Linked DNA regions of Lactuca sativa: region 2 is linked to region 1. The links are chromatin contacts, called in public Hi-C maps. All regions are on one chromosome and are shown on one strand. Each heading gives the region's core, a stretch centred on a gene start, on an enhancer-like site or on the middle of the called end of the contact. The rest is flanking DNA. Distances are from core to core; before and after follow the strand shown. Region 1 holds the start of LOC111883546 (oligouridylate-binding protein 1B-like). Region 2 holds the start of LOC111883555 (protein TIFY 10B).

Region 1 (5,228 bases), core at 2,338-4,837:
TTTGACATGAGATGTTATTATGGATGTTTCTATACTAATTGGTTTTATAATAACTTAATTAAAAATGAAATTTTTGGTCTTGAATTTTGGGGATGTTACAAAGTCATTTTGGTTTTTGTACTCATTCAGTACTTATGAATGATTTTTTTAGGTTTTTCTCACGAAATCTTACCTGAGACATTCATTAATGAGGTGTTTGAGCCTTTTGATGCTTATGTCCATCGCGATCTTGACTACTTGGTTGCTTTGGTCATGTATTCTGAACATCATAACTTGTCCATACGATCTCATATTTTAACAATCTTTATATCCATGCGAAAGATCTTTATATCTATGTGCTCGTATTTTAGTCTACTACAACTTTCATTTAGATTACTTGTATTAAAAAATAATATATTTTTACCTACGATTTTTATATCCATATGTAGGGGCGGATTTAGCCTGGTCTTGGTATTGCACCAACAACACCCATTTTTTTGTCCACAGTGGAAAAAATTTTGATTTTTTTTTCGTTTATACCTATTTTTCATGTATCAGCAACACCTATTTAATCTCGACAACACATACTATGTATTCTTGCGTCCGCACACGTCCATACGCTTTTTATGAATGCATGTATGGATGTTTTTATTTTTTTATTTATAAAACAGTAAGTAAAAATATATTACATTTTAATGAGAGTAATCTTAATGAAAAAATGAACACGTGGATATAAATATCGTTAAAATTTGATATCGTATGAAGAAGTTACGACGTTCAGAATATAAGACTTAAGCCAAACCACAAGACCTATGCAACCAAGCAGTCGAGATCGCGTTGGACATAAGCATCAACAACCCAAACACCTCATCAATGATTGTCTCACGTAAGATGTCGTGAGAAAAAACTAAAGAAATGATTCATATGTACAGAATGAGTACAAAAAAAAAACTTATTTTGAAACAAAAAATGTTAAGGATAAATATGTACAAAAATTTTAAGGACTGAATGTGTACAAAATGAAAAATATATTATCCTATTAAGTCGTTTTTCTCGGCTAGCCTGGAGTAACCGATCATAAGGACTGAATGTGTATAGTTTAACAAGTTGAAGGGGTAAATGTGGACGAAAAAAAAACTCAGTGACCAAATGTGTACAAATCGAAAAATACATTACTCTTTTAAGTCATTATCCCTTTTTATTTTCCATAGAATCTCTCTCTCTCTCTCTCTCTCTCTCTATATATATATATATATATATATATATATATATATATATATATATATATATATATATATATATATATATACAACTATTGTGCGGACGTGTGAACAATGTTATTCTATGATAATCACTAAAAGAATAAGTTGTTTATTGATGTGAATATGTTCAACCTCACACAATTATTTTCATTTACATTCATTCTCATTAATTCTTATTCATTTTTGTTCTCACACATCGTTTTCCACTCATTTTCATTCTTACAAAATACGACTCAATAAACATTTTGACAACATTCTGACAGAATGTGAATAATAAAAAAAAGTCTATAATAACCTTATAAACGATTTAATTGGTGAAAATGTGTGATAATGACAATAATTATGTAAAAATGAACGTATTAACATTATTAAACAACATATTTTCTTCATCATTCTCACAGAATAACATTGTCCACACGTCCGCACAATAGATGTCAATCCACATTTGAACCTATATATACATATATGTATATATATATATATATATATATATATATATATATATATATATATATATATATATATATACACACATACATACACACAGACACACGTACACACTACAATAATTGTATTAGTTCATTGAACTCTCATTCTTCGATCCTTTATTTTCTCATCCTCTTTCATTTCCAACAAACGTAATTGGACATATTATTATGGAGAGTGATAAAGTCGGAAACAAAAGAACTTTTTTCTCGTTATTAGTGACATTGTATCGTTAAATGACTTTTACAACCTTGGTTTGGATTACTATTTTTAATTATCATTGGGACCAAAGTCATTTGGATTGAGCTCCATAACAACTATGTCCAATTAATTAGGATGGGTCCATTATTCAATTTATTATTTGAAATTTTATTTTCTCATGAATTGAATTAACATATTAACCATGAATGTTGTTCATGGTATCGAACTATCATCATCATTATCAAATAGAAAAATGACACAAATGCTTTACAAAGTTTTTAGGATTCGTCGATTCAGTCCCTAAAGTTTTTGCCAAGCTTTACGGGTCCTAAACTAGGATATGACCTGCTCTTTTAGTCCATGTCAACTTGTAATAGCCGATTCACCATGCGATAGTGACCATTTACACCAAAAAAACCTACATTGTGTCCCTATAAAGCCAAAAAATAAGTTTGGGGATCAAAAGCTTATGCCACAAGATCGAAGTGATTTGGGAGAAGAATGAAAGATAGCAACCCATTCGATTTCTTGTGTGTCTTCGTGTATGCCAACATCCATCAACAAAAATCGACTTTATTAGCTATAATTCTTTTCTTCTAAAGTCGATTCACATTCAATTCGCACCCTCCCAAGAAATCGATCGTTGCTCTTATTTTCGTCTTCACCCTTGATCGTTACACACACTCACCGAAGATCACATCCATCTTCTACTTCTGATTGATTCTCGATCACAACCCCCTTCCACTATTTTCTTTGATTTGATTTCAGTTCTTCAAGGAATTGACCCCTTCTTCCTTCTTCTTTGTTCAAAATCGTACAAGCTACCTCTCCTTATCTCTCTGAGTTGCAGGTTTGATGGATGCGAGGTTGAGAAGTATGTGTGGGTTTGATGAGGTTCACAAAGATAACGAGAGTTAATCTTTTTTCTTCGGTTTGCAGGTGATTGGTTATGGTGGCTGACTTGTGATTTTTGTGGGTTATGGGTGCTTCAGTGGTGGCTGATTTCACGATACAAAGGGGAGGAATAAGGGTGGTTGGACTAGGTTGTTGTGATATTGGTTCGATGGTGATTAAGGTGAGTTATGGTGGCTGTAATGGCTGAAGAAAATGTTGATGATCAGTTGGTTCAGGTAGGGTGACGGGTTGACGGAAGAGGTTGTGGGGAAGGTGGAATAAGGGTGGTATTGAGTGGAGGTGAAAGTGAGACTAACATATGATCCCCGAACTTATTTTTTTGGTTTTATAGGGGCACAATGTGAGTTTTTTTTTTTTTTTTTGTCTAAATGGTCACTGTCGTATGGTGAACTTTTTTTAGAGACTCATAAAACCCGACAAAAACTTTAAGAACTAAATCGACCAACTCTAGAAATTTTGTAGGACATTTGTGTCATTTCCCCTTATCAAACATGTTGTACGAGTTGGGGTTCAATATGTTCTCTTGATTTATGTCATGGTCTCTGTGCAATTACTATTCATATTCCTTATTGCCAGTGATATTGTCGGTGATATCCTTACCTTATGTCTTATTCGTGCTATATTAAAACTTTTGTTAACGTCATGCGTAAAAGAAATTAAAATTTTGATGTACATAACAAACGTGGAGGGGTGAAACGTTAATATAGTCATAGTACAAGGCTAAGTTTGTACTAGTGTCCTGTTCGGGTCTGTTTATTTCTTCTTGGGCTTTCCATTGGTCGTTCTGTTTCTCCCACGCGGAGTATCGAAACCCTAACCCCCCAAATCACTGAATTTTACTCGATCCTGAAGCAGAGCAGATTTGTATTCGTCAATAATGCAACATCAACATCAGAGACTGAAACAGCAACAACAACAACAATCTTTGATGCAGCAAGCTCTCCTTCAACAACAATCTCTTTATCATCCTGGCCTATTGGCTCCACCACAGGTTCGCACAAAACACTGTTTCAATGTTGTAATTTATCCCCACTTATACACATGCTTCTGACTTCATCCTTCGTCTGTTAATTCTGTCATTTGGAGTTTAGGGTTTTCGTTTTTTGATTGATTATCGATTGATGATGCTCGTTTTAGAGCTTCTGGATAGTTGCGTTTTTAATCTGAGAAAATCAGTGTTTACTTAGTCTGCTGGCTAGTAAAATATAAAAAGTACTTCTGACTTCATCCTCATGTTGTTCAATTTTTGATTTTGTGATTGATCATGAATTGTTAATGGCCGCTCTTGGAGCTCATTTTAGCTGCGTTTTAATTTTAGCTGGTGAATGCTTGTGACTTCATCTTTTTTGGGAGTTTGGTTTTTGATTTTTGTTCTATCGATGATGCCGAGTTTCTTTGATCAGTTCCATTCTTTTTTGATTGAACCCCAGTTCTTTTTGTCTGTTGGCTACAAAAATATCACATTTTGAATCCTCTCGATGAAATTCATTTTTCACCTTTTCATTTTGCAGATTGAACCAATACCAAGTGGAAATTTGCCTCCTGGGTTTGATCCAAACACATGCCGCAGTGTGTAAGTAGTTTACATCTTGCTTCTTATCATCTTTTTCATTTCCATGCTTGATCATCATAAAAGTTTTTTTTTTTTTTTAAATATAAAAATCCCACTTGGGCCCACTTAATCCTGTTTTATTTTGAGAAAAATGCAGGTATGTGGGAAATATCCATACACAAGTGACTGAACCACTTCTTCAAGAGGTTTTTGCAAGCACTGGACCTGTTGAAAGCTGCAAACTCATAAGAAAAGACAAAGTACCTATTTTTTACTACTTTCTTGCTCCTTTTTCAAGAAATTATAAGTAATATTTATATAATTTTCTTCATGTCTGTAGTCATCATATGGATTCATTCACTATTTTGATCGAAGATTTGCTGCACTTGCAATAGTGTCTCTAAATGGAAGGCATTTGTAAGTGGTGTGTTCATAGAGGTATATTCTGCACTGCAATTTCACTTCAAAACATTCCTCTTATCAAATAAGTTTTGCAGGTTTGGACAACCTATCAAAGTTAACTGGGCATATGTCACTGGACAAAGGGAGGACACATCAGGTAGGACTTAATATTAATACCCTTTTTGGAAATAATTTATAATATACCCATATTTATTTTTTACTTTCTTTCCTCATGACATTATCACTTTCTTCCCTTCAAGGTCATTATAACATATTTGTTGGTGATCTTAGCCCTGAGGTTACTGATGCTATGTTGTATGCATGCTTCTCTGTCTATTCTAGCTGTTCGTGAGTACATGTTTTATCTCTCTATACATACATACATATAATTATACATATATGCATTTTACATACTTTTTTTTTTCATGTAT
Region 2 (5,030 bases), core at 1,644-4,143, 160 kb before region 1:
CAAGACAATATCTTGTTTATCCTCAAATAGGGAAGTTACTAAATATTTATCGTGGTTGAACTTGCAGCGACGATATTCTTATGTTTCTTCCTCTTATTAGAACTAATTTGATGGAAAAATAGGTTTATCATCATCCAATAAATTGACTTCATCATTATCTTCTTTCCCTTAGATATATTTTTCATCTTGAACATCAGTCGGATTACTATCATTTTGAAATTCAGGGGGAGCACTAGTCTTATCTCTACCAACAATGAAATCTCTAAACAAAGGATATATATATATATATATATATATATATATATATATATATATATATATATATATATATATATATATATATATATATATATATATATATATATATATATATACCCAAACTCACTATACTACATCGTTTTGTATCATATATATACATTGTAATTGTCCAATGTTCTTATAATTCAACTTCTAAGTTGATTTACTTCCAAGATTTTTATCAATTTCACATTTATATTCCTCTTACATAATTTTCATTTTCAACTATAATATATATAGTCTAGTAGGTGTTCGGCAAAAGATGTGATGTAAGAGGAAGATAATAATGAAATTTCGAAAATTTTGAAAATAAATCAATTCAATGGTTGAAGTTTAAGAACATTATAATGAATATATTAAACAAAATGACGTATTATAATGGGTTTGGTAGCTAAGCTTATATACCCTTAAGGTTATATTCACTTTTCCTATATATATATATATATATATATATATATATATATATATATATATATATATATATATATATATATATATATATATATATATATATATATATATATATATATATATATATATATATATATATATATATATATATAAGTATTATGAGCCTTTATTTAGAGATTTCATTATATCCAAATTTACGTCCCTAAATTTGGTTCTCTATCTCACTATGGGTTAATTACCTCTTATTAGCACATGCCACTTTCATATATTACCTTTATTTTTTTGTCCCGCCATTCTTCTGGTGCATAGATTGTCTTTCTTACGAGATTTCATCTAATGCAAGATTTAGTCCTCATAAAACGATCATACAATTTCCAATCTTTCTTCATAGTGTCCCATTTATTTTTAAGTTGCTTTTTGTCAAAAAAAAAATTATTTTTCCTTAATGTTGTTCTTCACATTTGACCATCCACCCTTATTAAAGTGACCATGAGGTCTATTCCTATTTTTAGCTCATCCATGCATAACTTAATAAACTGTTAGAAAATCGGGATATAGATATACTTGGATCAGTTAGAGTTGTGAAACACTTTTAGATTTAAGCATTTCAATGGTACACTCAAAATCTCTAATCGGATGAAACTCATTGTTTTTCTAGAATGGAGAATGAAAAAGATGTTATGAAATATGTGCCCAAAATGAATCCGAAATTGATCATATAACAGAAACTAACTTCCTGTCTTAAACTATCATATGGTAGTTATAGGAAAACAACTTACTGTCCAAAAACAGTCATATTACCTGTCACAAACTAACTTTAAATTGGGTCTATAAATGGATCACAAAATCGGGTGTTTTTACAAAATTACGGATTTCTGAGACATTTTTTTTTATATAGCAACATAACTTATATAAAAAAATTTCGTGCTGACCTGACAGCTTGACCCCTACCAGGGGCTCTGCCCCTTGGACCCCGCTCCCAGGGGCGCTGCCCCCGGACCCCCGTCAATTCAGGGGCTTCGTCCCGAAATAACAGTATACTTTCAATAATGACAAAATCAAACAAATGTGCACTCTACATCATATTAATTTGTTCGATAATTATCAAAATGACATTGATCAACAAATTAATCCTATTACACTTAAATAATATTAGTGATATAAAATCACCAACATAAACTCTTTAAAAAGTTTTATTATACCAAAGACTTTTCGCCTTATTATTTTCAAATGTATAGCATTGTAGCAACAACGTTAGCATTATTCGCTTCCATTATCATGTACTTAAAATAGTGCAGAGTCTTATCTAATTGACTATTCTTAATGAACCGTAAAAATAGAGACGGCAAAGAAATCAAAATAATTGATATTGTTGAGATCTTGTTTCATCAAAAATATGCAAAGATTCCATGTTTCTTTTTTTATTTATCAACTCAGAGTTCTCTATAATTAAAAGGATTAACAGCAAAAGTACATGACAATAAGTGGAGTCAACAGTCGAGTATGTGTCATCATGCATGGCTTTAAAAAAACCAAAAGCCTCACCTTGTTAATTGATTTGTTTATTTGTTTTATTTTCTTTAAACTAGTTGTACATATTAACAATTGTTTTTTGTACGTAAGTGTTGTTTTGTATTTTACTGGTGGACTCGTTTAACCCAAGGTGACCAAAACTTGTTAAAATTAAAAATAGTATATATATTTTAACATAGGGTTTCATCTTTCATCTTTCATGGTTCATTGTAAGTTATCGAGAGGATTGCATGTATATTACATGAGAAAATCAATATAGTTTAAATACTAAATAAACTGATTATTATAAAGTATTACATTTTAAGTCATAATAATAACTAATTTAAATACAAAACATCTAAACATCCAATAAACCGAATTTCTTTTGATGATATAAAATTACAAAGGAATAATCTGTCGACCAGTGAAGTTAGTTGGTATAGTCTTTGAATAATCCTCCTCCTTATTTGCATGGGCCACCACCAATTTTAAATTTGAACGAGTCCAACCAAAGACTGAGTCGACTCGCGCCTAACCAGTCATTTCTCAAAAAAACAATTAACACGTGCTCATATAAAACACGAGAAACGGTGGCGATTTATAAAAGGATAAGTTGACCCCACCACAAGTCACAACAGTTATATGGCCAAAGCACATGAACAGCTTTTAATATAAATTTGCAAATCCCTCCTTCTTCCTTCTTCAATCTTCATCATCAATCACCATTACTCCTCCACGGACCTGTTTTGTTTAGACATGTCGACGGCGAAACGTTACTTTTCCGGCAAAGCGCCTGTGGAGAAATCGAAGTTTGTGCAGACTTGCAACCGGTTGAGTCTGTTTCTGAAAGAAAACGGCAATCAGTTCCGAGATCTTAGTTTCGGAATCAATGCAAAGTTCGATGCTTCAGGTATGTTTGTTTGTAATTGTTTCGATTTGGGGTTGGATCCTTTGATTGAATTGATTAGATCTCTGAAATTGCTGGAGACTAATCTGATGTGTCAATTTGGTATTTCAGAAACTACGACTGTTGATTTGTTAAGCAACATGAAATTTCCCGGTGAAAAGGATTTGAACTTGAATGCGGAGAAATCGGAGAAGATGTTGCCTCAATATGTGATCTTAGATTCCTCATGTGATGTAGAAGATTTAAAAAACAAAGCTACAGAGACTAAAGCCTCACAGATGACGATTTTCTATGGAGGAAATATATTGGTTTTAGATGATGTTCCGGAAGATAAAGCGAGAGATCTGATGCTAATGGCGCAGAAGGGTTCTCCTAAAATCGAGAACCGAATTGAATTGGCTTCTATTGCAAAACCTTCTTCTGATGATCATGTTTTCCGATTACCTCCACCACCGATTCATGCAGAGCTGCAAACCAAAGGTTCGGATTTGCCAATTGCACGACGAGCATCGCTGCACAAGTTCTTGGCCAAGAGGAAAGACAGAGCCACCGTGCGAGCGCCGTATCAGTCTCCGGGGGGTTCATTTTCCGGTAACGACCATCGTTTTGATCTCAATTTCTGACTTGGAAGTTGGAAGCCATAACCACCGGCTTTTTCGAATGCCTTGAAGCTAATGTGAAACAGAGTTTGACTTCACTACCATATTGAATGTTGTGATTGGATCAGAATGTGACACGTCGATCTATTACAGGGCTTTTAATGTATAGATATTTTAGATTAGATTCGTTTGGGTTTTAAGATTTTTCTATTTTTGATGATTTAGTATTTTTAGCTCGTGTGTTTTCTTACAATCAAAGGATCAACCATCAAACTATCTAATTGTTTGAAGTGGGTTTATTATTTATATTTTATTTTATACATGAATTTTAGTTAGGTTTCTTAGTTTACATATTTTAATTCCGCTTTGAAACAATATATGTTACAAAAAGAAACAATAACATATCCGTAAATCCCATTAGAATGAGGTAGAGGAGGTAGATGTCGACAGTCGTCCGTGCACAGAGATAAAATGATTGTGTCTCAAAATGACCTTAGACGTTAAACAACTATTAACCAACAAAGAAGGTAAACACAAATAGTAGATCAAAGTGAGTTGTTTGAGGGAATCAAGAAAAAATCAAAATAAAAGCCACTAAAATATATCAAAACAATGTATGTTAGACCATGGTTATAAAATTAATTAAACTTTCATAGTAAAAATTCAAATTATTAATAAATTATTTCAAACAAATTATTAATTAAGAGATGTTTTTTTAGTTATATAAAATTATAATCGTTGATTTAAATAAATAAGTGACTTTATAATATGTATTAATTTTAATTTAATTTTTATTATAATGTTACTAATTTTATGTAAATAAAGTGGAAAATTTAAAATTTGAAATTTAAAATTTGAAATAAAGAATAATAAGTTGACAAGTAGCATGATATTAATTAGGAGGTATAATATGGTGACACGTGACAAAAGAAGAATATATATATATATATATATATATATATATATATATATATATATATATATATATATATATATATATATATAGGCTTAAGTTATTCTATTCTAACTAATTATTATGTGGATATCGTATGTTATGAAAATTACTAAGAAATTAAATTGCTTAGCAATACGAATATGTTTAATCTTATATAATTATTGTCATTAACACACATTCTCACTAATTAAATCGTCTATAAAGTTATTATACAATTATTATTATTATTCTCATTTCTATCCGAATGTTTGTCAGAATGTTTATTGAGTCGTATTCTGTCAGAATGAAAATGAGTGAAAAACGATATATGAAAACAAAAATAAATAATAATTAGCGAGAATGCATGAAA

What was found. A called contact is a pair of places that touch in the nucleus more often than the background predicts.
Region 2: a Hi-C map of bud shows a contact between it and region 1, with 7 times the contacts expected there. The contact joins the promoter of LOC111883555 here to the promoter of LOC111883546 in region 1. A contact is called at or near these places in 3 of 4 Hi-C or Micro-C datasets (bud and leaf).

The regions. Positions count from the first base shown.
Region 1 is chr4:160,337,597-160,342,824 of Lsat_Salinas_v11, reverse strand. LOC111883546 (oligouridylate-binding protein 1B-like) reads left to right here and starts at 3,587. Exons shown (of 12, transcript XM_052770477.1): 1 at 3,587-3,834; 2 at 4,355-4,416; 3 at 4,553-4,655; 4 at 4,736-4,812; 5 at 4,893-4,954; 6 at 5,058-5,145. The coding sequence starts at 3,721.
Region 2 is chr4:160,499,254-160,504,283 of Lsat_Salinas_v11, reverse strand. LOC111883555 (protein TIFY 10B) reads left to right here and starts at 2,893. Exons shown (of 2, transcript XM_023879876.3): 1 at 2,893-3,130; 2 at 3,239-4,061. The coding sequence starts at 2,977. The coding sequence ends at 3,750.